2 separate regions of the Mus musculus genome follow, and region 2 is linked to region 1. Evidence: chromatin contacts called from public ChIA-PET data. All regions are on one chromosome and are shown on one strand. Each heading gives the region's core, a stretch centred on a gene start, on an enhancer-like site or on the middle of the called end of the contact. The rest is flanking DNA. Distances are from core to core; before and after follow the strand shown.

What was found. ChIA-PET counts read pairs in DNA pulled down with a chosen protein or histone mark.
Region 2: a contact with region 1 is called in an RNA polymerase II ChIA-PET map of memory CD8 T cells, with 165 read pairs. The contact joins the enhancer-like site here to the promoter of Phf14 in region 1. A contact is called at or near these places in 2 of 484 Hi-C or Micro-C datasets (liver and nephron progenitors), 3 of 115 datasets of contacts at active chromatin or transcription factors (embryonic stem cells, hepatocytes and memory CD8 T cells) and 3 of 9 other capture datasets (adipose tissue, liver and pancreatic islet).

The regions. Positions count from the first base shown.
Region 1 is chr6:11,922,783-11,927,949 of GRCm38.p6, forward strand. Phf14 (PHD finger protein 14) reads left to right here and starts at 3,099. Exons shown (of 18, transcript NM_001168382.2): 1 at 3,099-3,510; 2 at 3,945-4,055. The coding sequence starts at 3,510.
Region 2 is chr6:12,035,667-12,040,833 of GRCm38.p6, forward strand. The region is part of intron 16 of Phf14 (PHD finger protein 14); the gene reads left to right. Among named protein-coding and RNA genes, the nearest start is that of Phf14, 110 kb to the left of the region's middle. Within about 2 kb of position 2,790, at least 30 of the 459 cell types and tissues checked have an H3K27ac peak or open chromatin away from gene starts, as enhancers often do. A contact at or near this core is called in memory CD8 T cells, where this site is marked.

The DNA of each region.
Region 1 (5,167 bases), core at 1,849-4,348:
GCTGGATCATCTACAGACACAGGGTCATCTTCTACACTACATTATTTAGCCCAAAGTATCCATGGTGCCTACACTGAGAAATCCTAGTTTTGAGTAACAGAGAAGCTGTATTTCTTGACAATGAATTTAAAACTCTGAACTTTTGCTCATCACTCACACTCACACACACACACACACACACACTATTTAAATACACATTTAATATTTATTTATTATATTTAAATATACATATTGGCTGTTCTTGGCATTGCTTTCATCTCAGGCCATTTATTTATTTTTTGCTCCATCTCGATGGTCTATTAGAAGAAGTACTTGTTGCCCGTAGACTGTGATCAATAATCACATGTGATAATTTAACTAATTATTTCTCATTACAATATCTTCATTTTATTGGCAATAACAATTTCCCTGCTTTTTGAGCCAAGCCATATCAAATAAATCTTTATTTTATAGGGTAAAATTTTATTTCTTTTTTATTACCTAAACATATTAGTGTGCCAATCGGATTTTTTCAACATGCTCTTAGCCCTGGGAATTTCTGTACTTTTAAAAAACATCTCCCTTCACTCTTGACACCCACCCCAGTTTAGATGCATACTTAAACTTTTTGTGTATGAGTATAAATATAAATTGCTCTAGAATGCTTTTCCTTTGTGTTTCCTCCTCTCTGAATGTGTGTATTCTTTCTCTGGTTGTCCAGAGTAACAAACAGTAATTTACTTGATTATATATTCAGTTGTATCTCAACCTGTGGCTGGGAAAAGACAATAATCATTTTGGTACATTCCTTAAATTGCTATATATGGTATTTATTAAATATGTTTCAATGAAAATATCTTTGAAGAGTTTCCTCCTCATTGCATTCGGTGATTTGATGTCTATAAATTTCACAATTTTTCAAAACATTTCATTTCCCATTCTAAACATACTGACATTCAACATGTATTTGTGGAATAAATAAATGAGTTTAATTGGTTTCATTCAAACCTTTGTGTAATATCAATATAAGATTTGCCATATTTGTATTATGTTCTTTTTTCCTCTTAGTAATACTGAGTACTGTGGTTTATTTATATGGATGTCTTCCAATCAAATGTGGTTGGTTACTCCTGTAACCTTTGTGCCACTACTGCACCAGCATATCTTGGAGGCAGGTTGCTTTGTCTGAGGCCAGATCTCAGTGTTTGTGCTTGGGAGGTGCTGATGATTACGTTTCTCGTCCTCTCATAGTGTGCAGAGCACCTTAACCTTAGCCATTAGGGATGGAACTTCTAGTTGAGCACCAGTTTAATGTTCAATAATATAAGTAGTGTCTTCAGCAGTAGGGATTTGCTATCAGGTTGTAGAGATCAAGTAACAATAGTCTGTGATACTTGAAGGGTTGTATGGAATCTGTCCAGTGACTCAACAGGAGAGAACCCATTTGTAGCACTGGAGTTTTCACTTGGTGAGATAAGCTATCTAGTTGAGGCATTGTCTCCCCCAGTATATGGGGGAGTAAATATATTCTATTTCATTTCCTTGCATATTGTATTTGCTTTAAAGAGCCTCTATGCTTGTAGATTTCTGTTGTAACACAGTCCCCAGAATGCTGTTTTCTTAGTGAGGAGAATTGGTGAAGAGAATTCTGAGTGCTTGGGAGACTATAAGACAACAAGACAAGAGTCTTGGAGCTCAGTTTCTTCAGAACACAGAACTTGCTTTTGGACTGCTTCGTGCTCCTCCCAGGTGTAGTGAATAGGAGTGAGTTTATTTCAGCTTATCCATCACAGCTAACTATTGTTATTTGTTTATTACCACCAAGGAAAAGACATTTTTGACATGTGCAGCTTTCCTTGCAATTGGACTCTTTACTCTTGTGATTCTTAACTCTTACAGTTTAAATTTTCTGATGTTCTGAATAAAGTTAGCTATTGCATGAGAACTTAGTCTACCTTCTTTTTAGGTTCTGTTATCCCAGGCCCCTGTAGAGTGGTAAACAGTTTTTCCATATATTTTTTGAAGGGGTCTTTAGTGTTAGTTGTCTTCTCTATATTTCCCACCCCCATTAGACTTTTTTTTCACTAGCATCTTAACTTCACCTTCAGATTCGTTCATTAGCCTATTAAAGCCAGTCCTGGGCTTGGCTCCTGTCTGCCTTGTTTCTGAGGCTTACTTACTTACTGGAGTTACACAAAATAGTTGTCTTTCTTCTTTTCTTTTTAACTTATGTTCCTAACTTTGAAAAATGGAATATTTGTCTTTTTGAGTCCTAGTTACCTCACGCAGGATAATTTTTGCTATGTTTGTCCATTTTCTTGCAAATTTCATTTTTCTTAACAGCTGAATAATATTCCATTGTGTAACTATAAAACATTTTCACTATTCAACCATTAGCTTATGGACATCTATAATGTTTCTAAATTTTGGTGATTATATAGAGAGCAGCAATGGACATGAATGAGCAAATATCAACGTCTGAGTGGTGTCTTAGTCAGTGTTTCTATTCGTACACAAAACATCATGGCCAAGAAGCAAGTTGGGGAGGAAAGGGTTTATTCAGCTTACACTTGCACATTGCTGTTCATCACCAAAGGAAGTCATGACAGGAACTCAAGCAGGTCAGGAACTTGGAGGCTGAAGTGGATGCAGAAGCCATGGAGGAGTTCTGTTTACTGTCTTTCTTCCCCTGGCTTTCTTATAGAATCAAAGAATACTAGCCCAGGGATGGCACTACCCATGATGGGCTAGGCCCTCAGTGCTTGATCACTATTTGAGAAAATACCTTACAGCTGGATCTCTTGGAGGCATTTCCTCAAGGGAGGCTCCTTTGATTACTCCAGCTTGTGTTAAGTTGATACACAAAACTAGGAAGTACAAGTGTTATAGTCGAATCTTGAGGTAGATGGAGACTCAGCTTCGTGAGGAACCTGTACTCTGATTTCCATAGTAGCTGTACCAGTTTTCACTCCCACCAGCAATGACTAGTTCTTAGGCAGATGGATGGAACTAGAGAATCTGTGAATATTCTTAAAGTTACTGAGTTCCGGCGAGGGAGCGAGTGCGCGCATGCGCCCTCAGCTTCGGCTGCCCAGGGCGGCGTTTCCGCGGCGGCTTTCACTTCCTCCTTGTCGGAGCTGTATCCGGGTCGCTGTTCTCCCTATTGTCTCTGACAGAAGGCCCTCCGCTGTGCAAATTCTGGGTCTTTTGTTGCTTCTGGTGCAGGCTAATAAAGTTTTCTTTTTATTTCCAGTTTTTACCGGGGCAGTTCCCCTCGCAGGGCGGCCGGTTCGGGCCTAGCGCCCCTGGCCGGGGAGCGCGGGGGAAGGGGCGCCGGGCGGGCGGGCGGGCGGGCGCGGGGCGTGGGGAGGGACAGTAGCCCACCCCCGGGGTCGCCCCTGCTCGGTCGGCGCAGCGCCCTGCCTCGGTAGCTGCTCTCCGACCGGTCTCCTTGGTCCTCTGCGCGTCCCTGCTGCCTTGCCTCTCGCAGCCTTCCCTAGCTCTCCAAACGACCACCTCACGGATTCCTTAGTAAGTGTCTCCGAGGCCTCAGCCCCGCGCCACTTCTCCTTTCAAGTCAGGCGGTGCTGAGCAGGGAGGGCCGGGTGGGTCCTGCAGGACAGACAGACAGACGGACCCTTGCTGGAAGCTGCTCCGTGGTCCCTTGGCTTCCGAGATAGCGTGCGTGGCCGTACGTTGTCTGAGTGAGGGATTACCGAGTGGTCAGAAGTTAGGCGGGGGTCTGCGAGGATGTGGGCTGTTTGCATTGGTCCTGGCCTAACGTCAGGGGCAGCCAGGCTCTCTGCATCCAGCGCCCCCAAACCCAACTTTTCCCACCAAGCTCAGTGTGGAGAAGTCAATTGGAGATTCCGTGCAGTGCACGAAGTCATTTCTATTTCCCCCAGCATCACAGTTCTCCCTGTTTGGTGAGATTGTAAAATGATTGTAATTTTTTCTCTTAACAGTGGATCGCAGCTCCAAGAGGAGGCAGGTGAAGCCTTTGGCCGCTTCTCTCCTGGAAGCTCTTGATTATGATAGTTCAGATGACAGTGATTTTAAAGTTGGAGATGCTTCAGGTAAATGTTTGCTTTCTCTCCCTTTCACAGCTTTCTGCCGTTCACTGCATTTTTAACTTTTTAATTTTTTTTTGAGACTTTTGATTAAAATGTTCATTTACTGTGCACACAAACCATTTATTTTGGTCATTTAATTTCTCACATTAACCTAAGAACCTCTCATTAGAACCTACTATGGCTTCTGCTTCCGTCCAGATTTACTCAGATGGTTAGCTGGTAGGGAGGAAGCCTTATTCAAAAAGGAGAAACATTTTTCCCAATCTATACCCTAAACTATATTTATGCTTATATACTCGAGTGAAGACTTGAGGTACCCCAGATGTAGAAGAGTATATTATGAATAATATGGACCACAATATTCTTGCGCAGTGTTACTCCCATATCAGCCCCCTAGGCATACTTAGGGGAGTTCTTTTTGTGCACGAGCTCGCTAACAATGAAGCCCAAGGAAACCTTGTGCTTTAAAACAGCAGGTACCGTGGCCCAGTGCCTTGAGTGCTTGCTTATTCCAGTTAGTGATGTGAAGAGGTGGTGAACTTGTATGTTCACATAGTTTAAAAGCAGAGAGGGAACATTAGAGGTTTTCTTTGTGCATTCTTCTTCTGTGTACTTAATGTATTAAGTTTCAGTTAAGGCAACCCGAGAAACAGAATGATACAGGCTGTTGTATCTGCAAAGCATCAGTGGACACCTGAACATTAAGACCTTTTTGTATTTCGCTCCCATTGATGAACATTTAGATAAAGTATAAGATAAAAGCCTGTCTGAGTTCAGCTCTTCTGAGGCTCTTATCTTGAAGCAGTGGGAGCATACGCAGGGCCTTTCACAGGCTCTGCTGCTAGACCACACTTGCAGTCCGTCTGACATAGTTTAATATCCCATCATGCACCAGCCCCTCTGACATGTTACCGTCCCATCAGGCAGTCTGAGAGTTTGGAACGTCTTGCTCCTTTTCTCCGACACTCTCACCTCTCTTTTTAAAGGTGGTGAGAAGAGATGAAATTAGTTTGCATCAGCCAGGTACTCCTGGCACATGCCTTTAATCCTAGCAGTGGGGAGGAACTCTGCGAGTTGGAAGGCAGCCAGGGCTACAGAGTCAAACCTTGTCTTAG
Region 2 (5,167 bases), core at 1,540-4,039, 110 kb after region 1:
TTTTTTGGTTTTTTGTTTTTGTTTTTTTTGTTGTTGTTGTTGTTTTTGTTTTTGTTTTGAGTCAAGGTTTCTCTGTGTAGCTCTGGCTGTCCTGGAACTCACTCTGTAGACCAGGCTGGCCTCGAACTCAGAAATCCGCCTGCCTCTGCCTCCCAAGTGCTGGGATTAAAGGCATGTGCCACCACTGCCTGGCAAATCATGTTTTCAAATACATTTAACAGTGAAATGTTTGTTTTATTTATTTATCTACTTAAAAAGATTAATTTTGAATTTTTGACTTACTTTCCATTGTATATTTATATTATTAATTTACACATGATCATTTATTACATTTATCGATATTTATATTCTTCATGTAGCAAAAGTGCTTCTCCTTAGGGCTCGAGAGAGGCCTGTCTGTGAAATGCTTCTTGTGTAAGGATGAAGACTTGAGTTCCAATCCTCAGGTCCCATATATAAATTGAGTGTGGAAGGGCATGCTTGTAATCCCAGCTTGTAATCTCCTGAAGACAGAAACAGGAGAATCCAGGGGTTTACTGGCCAGCCAACTGATACCAATCAGTGAACAACAGGTTTAGTGAGGGATTTCCATCTCAAGAAAATAAATAACAATTATAATGAGTTGGAGAGTAATTGAGGAAGACACCTGATTTCAGACTGTAGCCTCCACACACATTTGCACACTCACCCATCCATATTTATGTGCACACACATATACATACATAAACACACAAACAAATATACATTCAGAGAGAGAAATATTTAAGCATGCAGGATGGAATCTCTAACCAGTTCTGTTACTGTTAAAATGGATTACCTTGAATTAAGTTGACTTGTCATTTTGTCGTCTATCATTTTTTAAATTTAGAGATTCCAAAACAAAACAATATGCAAATCAGACAATAATCTGGAAATTCATATCTGACCATTCATTTAGGACTTGCATTCTCTCCCTGCATTGACTTGAAGCAACATAGAACAAATGTGTGTTAGAGAGGGATAGTCAAGTCTCTTGTGGTATGTAAGTGCTCTAGTCAGAAATGGACAGTTTCTCTCCAAGGGCGCTATCGTGTTTTCTCTTAAAATTTTCAATTCTTAAAACCCCAAGACAAATTTAATCTAATACAGTTTAGTATTAGAACCCAAATACATAGTTTTTTTTTATTTTATTTATTTCCTGTATTCTAAATGAACATCATATTTTATCCATTATTTGTCTATCAGGAGTTTAACTTTATATTGGCTTTGTTTTTAATCCATAAAAATATATCATTTTGGCCGGGCAGTAGTGTCACAAGCCTTTAATCCCAACACATGGATGGCAGAGGCAGGGGGATTTCTGAGTTAAAGGCCAGCCTGATCTACAGAGTGAGTTCCAGGACAGCCAGGGCTACACAGAGAAACTCTGTCTCAACAAAACCAACAAAACAAAACAAAACAAAACCCCTCATTTTAATGAGCTAGGGGTAAAGGGAATTAACAGTAGGATTAAGGCACATATTTGGGGTTTGGTGCTGAATTGTGGTATCTAGAAAATTATGTGTTATAACTTAGGCACAAAGGAGTATTACTTCCAAGTATCTTTGAACTGGCAACTATAGGAATTATCCAATTAGATTTTGGTCCCAGACTCTGCCCTCTACATGTGCTGTGTCTAGATGTGCATATCTTCTTTTAGATATGAATGATCTGTGCTATAGAATCAGCAAACAATGGGAAATTTAATTAATCCCAGTATATGTTAAAAGTCCCGGTGTGAATTGCTTAGTATTAAGAGTTCTCTTGTACAGAACAGTTTGGTAGTGTTTGACAGGTCTGCTGGCTTCCACTCTGGTTCCCACTCACTGTGTTCCTGTCACGTTTTTGGTGCTTTCCATATTGATTCTTTTAATCCCCATGGCAATAATCTCTCAGATACAGATAGGAATCAGAAACTAACTTTATTTGTGGTCTGTGAGGAAATGAAGGAGTGTAATCAAAGTGGCTACTGAATGTAAGCCATCTTAACTATCAAGCCCATGCATTTGTCATTAGGTATGCTACCTCACTCCACTGCATTGTACTGACTTAACATGCATGACGCAACCAAGCACAGCAGATACTTAGTAGTAATGATTCAGTAATGATTAATCTGTTGGTGAAACTTTGAAAATATGTTTTCTATATTAATTCCAAAGGGAGCTAAATGGATACAAATGGAGTAAATGCTAGGTTAAAACATACTCTTTGATTTTAAAATACTGCAGCCTTTTATCTTGACATGTGAGAGCTGAATATAAGTCATGCTGCTTATTGTAGCATCTAGAGAGATTAAAAATATTAGGTGAAAGTTAGTAAGAAAGGGAATATTAAAATTAACTTTTGGTTTTACCACAGTTAAAGACAAACTTGGATTTAATTGAAGTTTAAAACTTCATCATGTTATGCAAATACATATCATCCATATGATATGAATGCATGTATTTTCATCACATTTCCATGGATGCATGTATTTTCAAAGGACTGTCATAAGTAATTCCAAAATCCGTTTCAGTTTTCTGTTAGTCTCCATTACTTTGCACATAATTGCAAGTGAAATATGCTTACATTATAAATGCTTACTCCCTTTAGAATATGCGTTAGCTGTGTGGCTTAATGCTGAGACAAAGGACTCATTCGCATTCCCTGTTGCTCAAGCTCCCCACTTAGGGCCTAAGGAGCTGGAAACTGTAGCACAGGGTTTGCAGCTCTTGCCATTGCTTCTCGTGTGTTTACAAGCACAGCCTTTCCCTTAGCCTTGCTTCCCCGTGATTGTTTTCCGTGTGATGTTTTGTGTGGTTCGTGGTCTGTGGTTGAGTTTGGCGTGGTAGCTCCCCTCAGTACTGCTTTATTTCTCTGTGTGCCTCTTTTCACTTTCTTTTTCTCAGTGGAACTTAGAAGCATTAAACACATCTTTCTAGTAGTTAAATTTAAAAAATGAACATTTTATAATGTGACTATTAATCTATACAGCTCTAAATATGTGAAAGAAATGGTAAATTTTGTTTCTACATAGTCAAAAAATGTTACTTCTAACCTCTAAGCCCTTAAGATTTCTCCTACCAAAATCAAAGAAGAAAGTTAGCAAATACTATCAGCCATGCATTTCTAATTCAGTCTTTTTCAGAGGAAGCCAAGTATAAAGATGAGGGACAGTTGTATGTTCCCTTGAATATTGTAAAATTGCCATTCTTGATAACAAAAGCAGCACACAGCTACTTTTCAAAGTAGTAATTGATAACATATTTTCCTTTATATTTAAGCCCTTCTCTCATAGAATAGATCTATTTTGACAGTCAGAGCTATTACCAATAATAAAAGAGGAGGCAGCTCAGTGTTCAAAAAGTAAAGTATTCACTTGTAATCAGTACGAACCTGCTCGAGATCATGGCACTTAGGGTGAGGATTTCTCTCTCTTTGTTATTTGAATCTACTGTGGTATTATTAGTATGTTTCATAAGACATAGTTCAGAGCTGCTATGATCTTTAAATGTTAATGCTCTTTTCTTATCACTTTACTGTGTAGATACCCTTCATGAGACCCAACTCTGCCACAGCTCATCCTCGGAGGCAATCCCGGAAACCTCTTTTATAAGTGTGATTTTAAAATGTGGATAAAACTCTCAATAGAGCATATAAACTAAAGGAGAACAGCTATCTTGTTCTTCCCATAAGCTTATCACTGCAGAAAGTGCTTTTGCTTGTCAAGTTTGGATAGAATGTAATTGATTGCTTTATTATATGGGTAGACAAGGCAGTTAATTTGCCTGTGTGGATTTTTTTCCCTTTTTCTGTTTTTCTGCTCTCTCTCTCTCTCTCTCTTTCTCTCTCTCTCTCTCTCTCTCTCTCTCTCTCTCTGTCTCTCTCTCTTTCTCTCTCTATCTGTTACAATATTCAGAAACACTCGGTGTATGCATTATTAAAAACAATAGTGGTAAATGTCTTGTCAGAATTATTTTAGTTGGTAAATGTCTTTCCTCTTGTTTCTTTGGCATAAGACAATACAATACAGTATTTGGACTGAAAATTAAAGAAAGCCAGTGGGACTTACGTGCTCTGTGCTACCCTGTTACTGAATTATTCTCTCTGTGTTATTTGTTTGTAAAAAGGACAATGCTTTCCACTGATCTGCAAGTCTGTATCACCTCACTTACTGCGAGTATTCACACATGAGAACAACCCTAGACTCATATTTAATGCTATTTCTATTTGTGTATTCAGCAAAAGTGAAGGACTGGTGAAGATTACAACTGTTTGAGTACTGTGGAAGCACTTGATGTCAGTACGGACATTTTATAACTAGAATTTCAACTCAAGAATGAACATAGTATCTGTATTAGTATCTAGGTATTTTTCCAGAAATATCCAAATTTATTCCTTTTTGTTTTATTTAATATAAACTTGCTGTGTTCCATATAATTTTACTTGTTGAACCTAAATGTGAAGCTATGAAATGAGGGAACTACAGAGCTTGTTGGGTATACAGCCTGCCTGCTGAAAGCTCTTCACCAGCCCTGTGTCTTCCCAGAGCTTCACAGAGTTTACATTTGATCCTCACTCTTTACTGATCCAGTTTTAAGTCAACGGCAGAAATAACTTTGAATATTGCACCACTTAATCTCGAACTGATTTAGAAGAGCCTGCTGAAAATGAAACGCACATATACATGTAAATTGTCAAGCTGTCTCTTAAAATTCCATTGCTTATCATTGTGGGTTTGGACCTTTTCAGGTATAAGGGCATTTGGAATAGTTTAAACTTTAGCATTAGAATAGATAATAAATGCAAGTGTAATTGTAAAGCTGGTGTTGCTAGTAATCTGTAGTTACAGGAACCACATGACTGCATAAAATGTTTAGTAAAGTTAAACATGTGTGAAATAATGTATAAGGATACTAGTAATTTATTGATTTTATTGCACTAGAAAAAATACTCATAATTCTTAGGAAAAGCAGTATACTTTCTTTGAATATAAGGAAGAAGCAAATGACATTACTTGACTTATAGCAAAGATGGTGAACTCCAGCAAAGTTTAAGAGAAATGACAATGGATGCTTACCATTTTTCAAATGAACTCTGCTTTAGTCAAATTGTCTTTTAGCATAAGGTAAGAAAACATTAATGGGTATTTTTCTATTTTAGGGTTTCT